Regions from separate parts of the Sus scrofa genome. Here regions 1 and 3 are each linked to region 2. A link is a contact called in public HiChIP or PLAC-seq and promoter capture Hi-C data. All regions are on one chromosome and are shown on one strand. The core of a region is the stretch at or near the end of the contact, and the rest is flanking DNA. Distances in the headings are between cores, read along the strand shown. Region 1 holds the start of PON1 (paraoxonase 1). Region 2 holds the start of CASD1 (CAS1 domain-containing protein 1). Region 3 holds the start of ASB4 (ankyrin repeat and SOCS box protein 4).

What was found. Promoter capture Hi-C pulls out the DNA fragments that hold promoters and counts their contacts. HiChIP or PLAC-seq counts read pairs in DNA pulled down with a chosen protein or histone mark.
Region 1: an H3K27ac HiChIP or PLAC-seq map of alveolar macrophages shows a contact between it and region 2. The contact joins the promoter of PON1 here to the promoter of CASD1 in region 2. A contact is called at or near these places in 1 of 5 promoter capture datasets (fetal liver) and 1 of 2 datasets of contacts at active chromatin or transcription factors (alveolar macrophages).
Region 3: a promoter capture Hi-C map of fetal skeletal muscle shows a contact between it and region 2, with 5 times the contacts expected there. The contact joins the promoter of ASB4 here to the promoter of CASD1 in region 2. A contact is called at or near these places in 2 of 5 promoter capture datasets (fetal skeletal muscle and liver) and 1 of 2 datasets of contacts at active chromatin or transcription factors (skeletal muscle).

What each region holds. Positions count from the first base shown.
Region 1 is chr9:74,973,274-74,975,973 of Sscrofa11.1, forward strand. It overlaps PON1 (paraoxonase 1), which reads right to left and starts at 1,435. Exons shown (of 9, transcript NM_001097515.2): 1 at 1,274-1,435. The coding sequence starts at 1,347.
Region 2 is chr9:74,274,988-74,277,974 of Sscrofa11.1, forward strand. CASD1 (CAS1 domain-containing protein 1) reads left to right here and starts at 1,546. Exons shown (of 18, transcript XM_021063369.1): 1 at 1,546-2,277. The coding sequence starts at 1,686.
Region 3 is chr9:75,109,059-75,111,939 of Sscrofa11.1, forward strand. It overlaps ASB4 (ankyrin repeat and SOCS box protein 4), which reads left to right and starts at 1,320. Exons shown (of 6, transcript XM_021102414.1): 1 at 1,320-1,610. The coding sequence starts at 1,424.

The DNA.
Region 1 (2,700 bases), core at 185-2,684, 700 kb after region 2:
AAACCTAGGGAGAATCAAAAAGAGAAAGCCTAGAAGGGGTGTCAGACATTTATATCTCATTTATTTTCATTATAGGTAATACCACAATGAACACAAATATATATATATAAAATATGATATATTTATATACATTACTATTTTATGTATGTACATAATACATGATATATTCTCATTTGGCAACGAATAGTACTATGATCAATGAAAATCCACATATGGTAATTTTACATGATTAAAAACCCCAAATCACTCTTTCTTACGTTTTTCTAACAGTTTGTGATTCCAAAAATAACCAACCATTAGAAGAAAAAACCCCAATAGTTATAAAACTTACTCTGAATTTAAGTTTCTTAGCAGTCCATAGGGTCATATGATTTTTTTCTAAAAACCCAAATGTTCAGTTTGATTTTTAGTAATGTTTTACTTCAAAGTAAATAACAACAGGGTATTACTGATTAAGCCTTAGGGATTAAGATGATCTCTAGACTTTGAACCCTTAAAAAAGTTACTGTGAAACTCCTGATATAGTCTTAAAAACATTTTTTTCCCCTTGTGAGTACTTGAAGGTTTATAAAATACTTTAAGGAAAGCAGGGCACTAACATTTATTGAATAGTCACTATATCCAGGCACAGTGTTAGATGCTTCTGATACAAGGTTTATTGAAGCAGCTAATAATTTAGAAATATAAAGTCATTTGTTTAAGATCCCACAGTGGGAGGGATGTAGCAAGAGCCCAGGAGGTCAAATGCCAATGCTGGTGTTCTCTCCCCTTGGCCCCACCCAGCCCCCACTGGAGCAGGTGGCCCATTCTTTCCTACCTGCTTCTCCCCACACGAGTTTTCTGTCTCTCTTAACAGTGCGGCCTCAAAATTGAGAATGTCCAGGCAGCCAAGGCAGGAACTCCTTCTCTAACTCACACAATATCATGCCTCCCGCCCCCTGCCACTCTGGTTATCTGTTTTGAAGCAAAAGTTGAGAAGTGAATCTAGCCAAGATACACCTATATTCATGAAAAATTGTGTGTGCCAACAGCTTGGCCGCTCACACCCATGAGTCTTTTTAACCTCTCTCCCAGGCGGAGAGCAAGGGTATGCTTCCAGGTGGCTGGGGAAAGTGGGCTATTTATGAAATTGCTGTGGCAGATAAGGCCAGCACTCGCCTGAAGATTTTCTGAGAGCCTGGAACCTGCTTGGGAATCAGGGGAGCCTCCTGGGCCAGGCTAGAGGGTGGGACAGATAGGACCATGCAGCAGCCCTCGGCACAACCCAACTTACAGATAAGAAGACCGATGATCCCTGAAGAGTGCTAGCCCCAGCCCCAAGAGGGTGAGCACCATCAGCTTCGCCATGGTCCGACAGACCTTGGAAGAATGGACAGACAGATGCACCCAAGATAGGAGATGTACCAGAGACTTTTCCTGCCTGCAGCCTCAGGCTGCCCAAGGTTGGTCCCACCCCTCCCCGTCGGGCTGCTCACCCCGCCCCCTGCACCTCAGGCTTGAGGTCAGCGCTGAGACACTTTAAAGAGAGGAGACTGAGAACGAGCTGCCTAGACTGAGTGAAAAGGGGGGTAAAACAAGCAGATTAGAGGAAATAGCTGTGGGAAAGGAGAGACGAGCTTTGAGGAGCGCTCACTTTGTGCTAACAAGCTTCTAATCCTGGTGGCTCAGAAGGGTTCAGTAACTTGATCACCGTGACTCAGTCTGGAAACGCACAGAAGGAAGAGAGGGCTGTGCTTGAGCCCTCTAAGCCCTACTGAGCAAAGCAGAGTAGGAGGTGCCTCCACATACCCATCTCTGCCTTCTCTCCTGTTACCATGAGTGAGGTGTTTCCTGCTTCACTAAAGGCCAGCTCTTCTTTTTACTCTGGGCCCCCTTTTTTTCTTTTCTTCAGGATTTTGGTCCCAGTTACAATTTCTCTCTCCTACAACATCCACCTCTTCCTCTTTTCTGGAGTATTGCCGTCAAATACCCCCATGCTTTAGTGTCACTCCTCATAGTTTTCTGGGTTAAAATGCTCTTTGATCTCACATTCTAACTACTTACTGTTCTCTTTCTCTGCTCCTCTGTTAAAAAAAAATCTCTTTGGAATACTTGTCAACAGTTGTTGCTTCCATCTTAGTAACTCTTGTAACAGATAAATGATGGCTACAAATTCTTTGACATTGTTCCTGTTGAAAAGTGGGACACAGGTTCTCTCCCGTGAAGTTGAAGCTGTCTCTGTGAATGCCTTAATTGAGTAATGCAGTTGTGCTATTCAAGTTTGCAAATCATTCTCAGATTGTAACTGCTTTGGGCACAGATCACCACTTCCTTCTTTTTAAATCCTTTCCTGTCTTAGATTCATGATTCTACCCTCTCCCAGTCTTTCTCCAGCTTTCTTGGTCTTCTTTGCAGGATTCTCCTGTCACTGATCTCAACATGATGAAGCCCTTGGATAGTTCTCATTCCAGTGGGTTTCCATACCATCAGTGCGCTGGTGCTTCCAAAATGTCCATACCTAGCTCAGGCCTCTTATGGTGGCTCTAAAAGATCATCCTGGAAATGTCTACTTAAAGTGGCGTAAGCCACATCCAGAAACATCCTCACATTTTTTCTTCTGTCACTTATTGTTTCTGAAATCAACTTGTTGATTTATTTATACAATCATGCTCTGTTGTGGCCTAATGAAATGTAAGCTTTTTGTGGTCAGGGTTTTTGCCT
Region 2 (2,987 bases), core at 296-2,795:
ATTCAGGCAAGAAACCGTGACACAAGGGTATGGAGAGAAGGGAACATATTTGAGAGTGATATAGAAGGGAGAATGAAGACTGAAAAGTCAACACTACTATTTCTAGAACTTGTCAAAGAAGGAAAGAGATGGAGAGGTAAACACACAGAAACACAGTCCCTGAATGAGCGTCACTAATAAGATAAAGATTATTGGTGGAAGGGAAATACTGATGAGAGAAGGAGAGTTTAAAGAAAACACAGAGAGGATGACTGACAAAGGAATAACTGATGAAGTCATCAACAGCCCCAAGAAAGGGGGACAGAAAGAGATTCAGAGCATAGGAGAGGGATTAGCTGTAAACTAGAGGGAAGGAAAAAGGAAGTCCACAAGCTCTTTACAGTATTTCAGAAAGCCTTCTGGAAACTGCAATTAAGAAAAATGTCAAGTTTCTTTACTTTTGGCAGGCATTAAATCAACCCTGCAGGCTAACACTGGTTATCACATTCCAATCAAAAATTCTAATTTGCTGTTGATGACATCATAGAAATTTCTAGGATGTGATTGGTAGACCATATACAGTAAGCAGAGTTATTTATCTGTTTTTTACAATAGCCGATTTAATTCTTTCAGCATGTGATCAACCTTGGATCAGAAGAATGACAGCCAAAATTAAGCAACCATTTCCAGGGAACAGTCCCGAGTGTTTGTACACTTACTTAGCTTTATTGCTTATTAGCATTACATCTATGACAGTGATATATGAAATTTCATTTAAGTGACAAAATTTTTCAAGATATGGGGTCCATGGATAAAAACATAATAAAAAAGAGTCCTTGGATTAAAAAAATCGGGGTGACAAACTCTCTAAAGTCCCTTCGATATCTAACATTCTATCATTTTAAGGGGGGGCCTATAAATACAAGCTCAGGAATGGCTAAATGGGAAAGTTGTAGAAAACACCTGAAACCATCCTAACAAGGCAAATAGAATGGGAAGCAATACAAATAACCAATTCCACCGGGAAGGCAGTACAGGTGAAAAAAAGAGACAGGGGCTAACAAGCACTTAACAAAGGCAAAGAAATGCAGTGCTTTTTTTTTTTTTTTTTTGGCTAACCGCAGAACATTAACCAACTTCAGGCGCAGGAATGACAACACTTCATGTTTGGCCCATCCCCCTAGGGAACCCTGTGTCAATGCAAATGAAGAGCGGGGTTCTTTTCTTTCTAACACCTACAGTAAGCTACGTTCATTTTGTACCTTCTACTCTGTACTCTGGTGTACTTTCACCCACTGGAATTGGGCAAACCAAGGATTTTTTTTTTTCCAATTTTCAAGAGAAATGGGTCAAAGCAGTGATTTAAAGTTAAAACTAGTCTCACCCGTGGTTTGGGTGCTAAGGCTGCCAGCAGTCTCAAAACCCGACAAGCATCTGAGAGGCAGCCAGGCTGACCAGACACAGCCTGCCTAAAAGCCCCAGTGACATTTAGGTGGCCTTAGCACCCTGCTTGGCAGGTTCAGGAAGCGGAAACTCAGGAAAAGGTGTGTTGGGGAAAGAGGGAGTGGAACGATGTGTACTTTTCTTCTGTAACAGTAGTTTTATTGCCCCAACCTGGGCTCAGGTAGCGTTCAGTGAGTCAATTGAAAGCCCGAGGCTCGCGTTCACGTCGGGCTGGACCCGTGGTCCGCTCTCCTCACATCCCCATGTCTCTGCCACCGCCGCTGCCGCCGCCCGCCGCCGCCCGTGACCCCGTGACCCCAGAGGGCCGTCTGGGGCTCGTGACCCCGGAGCTCTGGGCGTCCGGAGCCCCCTTGCAGGCGCAGCCGCCATTAAGACGAGAGGCTCAAGAGGAGGAGGAAGAGGAGGAAGGGGAGGAGACAGGCGTCCAGGGCGCCTGGGGAACGGGCACGGCGGAGCAGCGGCGGCGGGGCTGGGGGGAGACCGCCGAGGCTGCCGCGGCCGAGAAGGGGCAGGTGGAGGCCGTGGGTACCGCAGCGGCGGCGGCGGCAGCGGGGTCAGTCTCCCCAGCGAGAGGCGCGGGTGACGGCCGCGGGGGCTGGTGGTGGCTCCTCGCCTGGCTGCGGCGGCGGCAGCCCCAGTGCTGCCCCTGTGTGGCGCCCCTTCCCCGCTCCGCCGCGCACTGTTGTCATGGAGGAACCAAGATGGCGGCTCTGGCCTACAACCTGGGCAAGCGGGAGATCAACCACTACTTCAGCGTGAGAAGCGCCAAGGTGCTGGCGCTGGTGGCCGTGCTGCTGCTCGCAGTGTGCCACCTCGCCTCCCGCCGCTACCGAGGTGAGCGGGCCCTCCCCCTGCCCCGCCGGGGGAGGAGGCGACGCGGCTGCTGCAGGCGGCCCCACTCGCCCGACACACGCCCACGCTCACGCGGCTGCCCGCCGGCGTGCTCGGCCAGCTGGGAAGGCGTTGCCCCCACGTGCCCCCCGCGGCGGGCCTGGTACTCCAGGCCGACCAAGTGGACCCCAGCGCAGGCGGCCATGGGGTCGGCGACCGTCGTCCTGGGCCCCCGCCAGCCGCCTACGCTGGGGCCGGGGGGCGCGCACCCGGGCCTGGCCGGAGGAGCTGCTGGGGTCCGGGCTCTGGCGCGGGCTGGGCCGGGGGAGGCGGTTCTGGCCCGGGGTTTGTGTGCAGGAGGTGAACAGGCGGCCCTCGAGAGCCAGCCCAGGGCGCATCAGGCCAAGGTTGCCCTGCAAGGGGTCACCTGCGCCCCAGGGGTTGGGTTCTTCAGCCTCTGTTGTACCCGGCCTCTGCCCTGGAACAGCCGGGCCAAGCTGTTGGACAGCGGCAGGGGCCGCCCGATTTTCCCTTGCCGCTGAGGTAACAGCTGGTAAAAGATGCTCTTGGCCAAATGGAGGAAGTCTCACCCTGCCTTTGTGATTCAGAAACGTTTAAAGGGTTCTGCACACTTTTGCAAAGTAAAGGCACTGGGGCAGGTATTTGGAAAGAAATTACGGGTTGACAGGAGTTGAGATGGGCAATGGAAACGA
Region 3 (2,881 bases), core at 70-2,569, 830 kb after region 2:
GGGCGTATTCACTTTGTAAAAACTGTCATGCTGTACACTTGTCATTTTCTACTTTCTTATATTTATGTTACATAGCAGTGTGTAACAAGTTAAAATATTATATTATGATTTGCATCCACATTTATATCCTTAGGTAAATTCTAAGAAAAGAATACATTATAATTTTAAAATTCATGTTGCTAATTATTCTGCCAAAAGATTGTACCAGTTTTGACTTTCACCAACAATATATAAAATGTGATTTCTTTGTGTTCAAATGAACTCTATCATAATTTTTCTAATTTGTAATGACTTACACATTTAAAAATTGAGTATTTTGGAGTTTCCGTTGTGGCACAGTGGAAATGAACCCGACTAGTATCCATGAAGACACAGGTTTAATCCTGGCCTTGCTCAGTGGGTTAAGGATACAGTGTTACCATGAGCTGTAGTGTAGGTCACAGACGTGGCTAGGATCCGGTGTTGCTATGGCTGTGTGTAGGTTGACACAGCGATAGCTCAGATTCAACCCCTAGCCTGGGAACTTCCATATGTCATGGGTGCAGCCCAAAAAAAAAAAAAAAAGAAAGAAAGAAAGTGTATTTTTCTTTCTTGCTTTTTAAACTTGGAAAGATTTCAAACTTACAGAAAAGATGAAAAATTAATACTATGAACATATATAAATTCCTCATTAAATTTGCTAACTTTTAACTTTTTGCCACATTTGCATCCTCTATTTATGCACACACACACACACACACACACACACACACATATCTATACCTGTGTATAAAATACAAGGTTAGATGTTTTGTCCCTTTAGTCTCTTTTTATCTAAAATAGCACTCTGTACCCTCACCCCACCCCACTTTCTTTCATGACATTCAAATTTTTCATGTGTAAATCACTTAATAACCTTATGTTCATTTTCAAATGTGTATGACCATGCTTGATTTTGCAGGCTCATACTACAGATTATTGTAGGTTTTCAGAAGCACATGTAACAACAACTGTAACAAATTTTCATTTGTGGCTATTGGTTAATCAGAGCAAGACACTGGATATCCAGTTGGGCACACCAGATGTTTTTACTGAGGGGGAAAAAAAAAGCATTAAGATCTTTTAAATCTTACATTATTACTTTGATCATATAAGAAATAATGGTGACATTTTATCCTCTAAAATGTATGGCAAGGGTTTGCCTTCATTTGACATGCAATATTATTCAATGAATTATTATAGAACCAGCTTAAAAGACCTGAGAGTGCAGTGACAGCCAAGAAGGATATTTTGAAGTTTGAAATGATCCCTATATAAATAGAACGGATCAGCATAACTTTGGGATAAAATTAGCTGACAGTTTGTGGACTCTCTAGCATGTGCCTGTTTGCTTGGTGCTGTTCTCCTGATAAATCACAACAAAGCTTCCAGAGGGAGAGAAAGGATGGACGGCCCGGCTGCCCCTGTTACTAAATCTGCAACTGCCAAGTTAGTTAAGAGAAATTTCCTTGAGGCTCTAAAGTCAAATGACTTCGGAAAATTGAAGGCCATTTTAATCCAACGGCAAATAGATGTGGACACAGTTTTTGAAGTTGAAGATGAGAATATGGTTTTGGCATCTTATAAACAAGGTAAACATAGGTATAGTTGTAAAAGTGATAGAAAATGGATTTTTCTTTAAATGCAAACCATTAGTTACCCAATCTAAGCTGGTAGCTCTTATTGTTTCTTTACATATTTAAAAACATTTCTCACGTAATTGTTTCTTTTTTAAACTAGGTGAAATGGGCTTATATATGTATATGTAAACCTCTTTTTCTTTTCTTTCCTTCTCTTTACTTTCTGTATCCTTGTGCCTGGAATTCAAAATCCTGTATAATCATATTTAGTTATGCAAATTTCTTTAATTTCTAACTCTTCTTCCTCCTCAACATAGAGTAAAGAAGACATCTCTAGGTTATGGTTAAACAGAGTGCTAAGATATAATCCAGACAGTATAACTAGGTTGGGTTCTGTTAACATGGCCACTTAAAGATAGATCATCTCTGCGTCCATCTGGAGGAATAAGAGGATTTTTGCCCTTATCTGGAGGATTAATAGATGGGCAGGGGGATACCTTGAAGCAACTTGATGATCCTCATCATTTTAATGAGTTTTCAGTTCAGGCAGGAAAGCCAAAAAGTTAACTTTTTTCCTTGACTGCAATGACAGAACAAAATTGTAGATCTACTTAACACGGAGTCTCTGTCTTATGAAAAACTGTGGATGACACAAATTAGAACTGATTTTTTTTCTTATCAAGGGATTTTCTGGAATCCATGCTTAATAAATCAGAAACAAAATAGAAGTGAGCAGACTCTGATTTCCCAAATCAGCCAGTTAATGGGAGAATTTGAGTAGCGAGGCCATCTGGTAAGCAGACCGCAAACAAACACCATGTTCAACATCACTTCTGTTTAAACAAAATAGATGATAAGGTCTTGTGTACAATGTTGAGCGGGAGATAGCAGTTCTTTTTTCATGGTTTAAATACTTTCCATTTGTGTATAGATCATCAGTGCCATCAATTTTCAGAAATTAATGCTAATGGTATATGTATTTCTACCTTAATTTACTATACTCTGCTTGTCAGTTCCGAAGGAAGGATGAGATCATTGAGGCCAGTTACTTCCTGCATTTATGATTTTTACTTGAGAGTTTTATTATAAATTGGCATTGCTATTTTGACTGGAAGATGAAGAGGTCTGGTTTTTAAAATGTGGTTGATGGAGGCACTGTTAAGAGGAATCTATACTATGTGACTGTTTTCATCTATGAATTTACTCAGTGAAAGACTGAATGCTACATACATTTTTAAGGCATTGTTTAAGCTTATGTTTGTGCCTAGCGTAAAGTAACATAG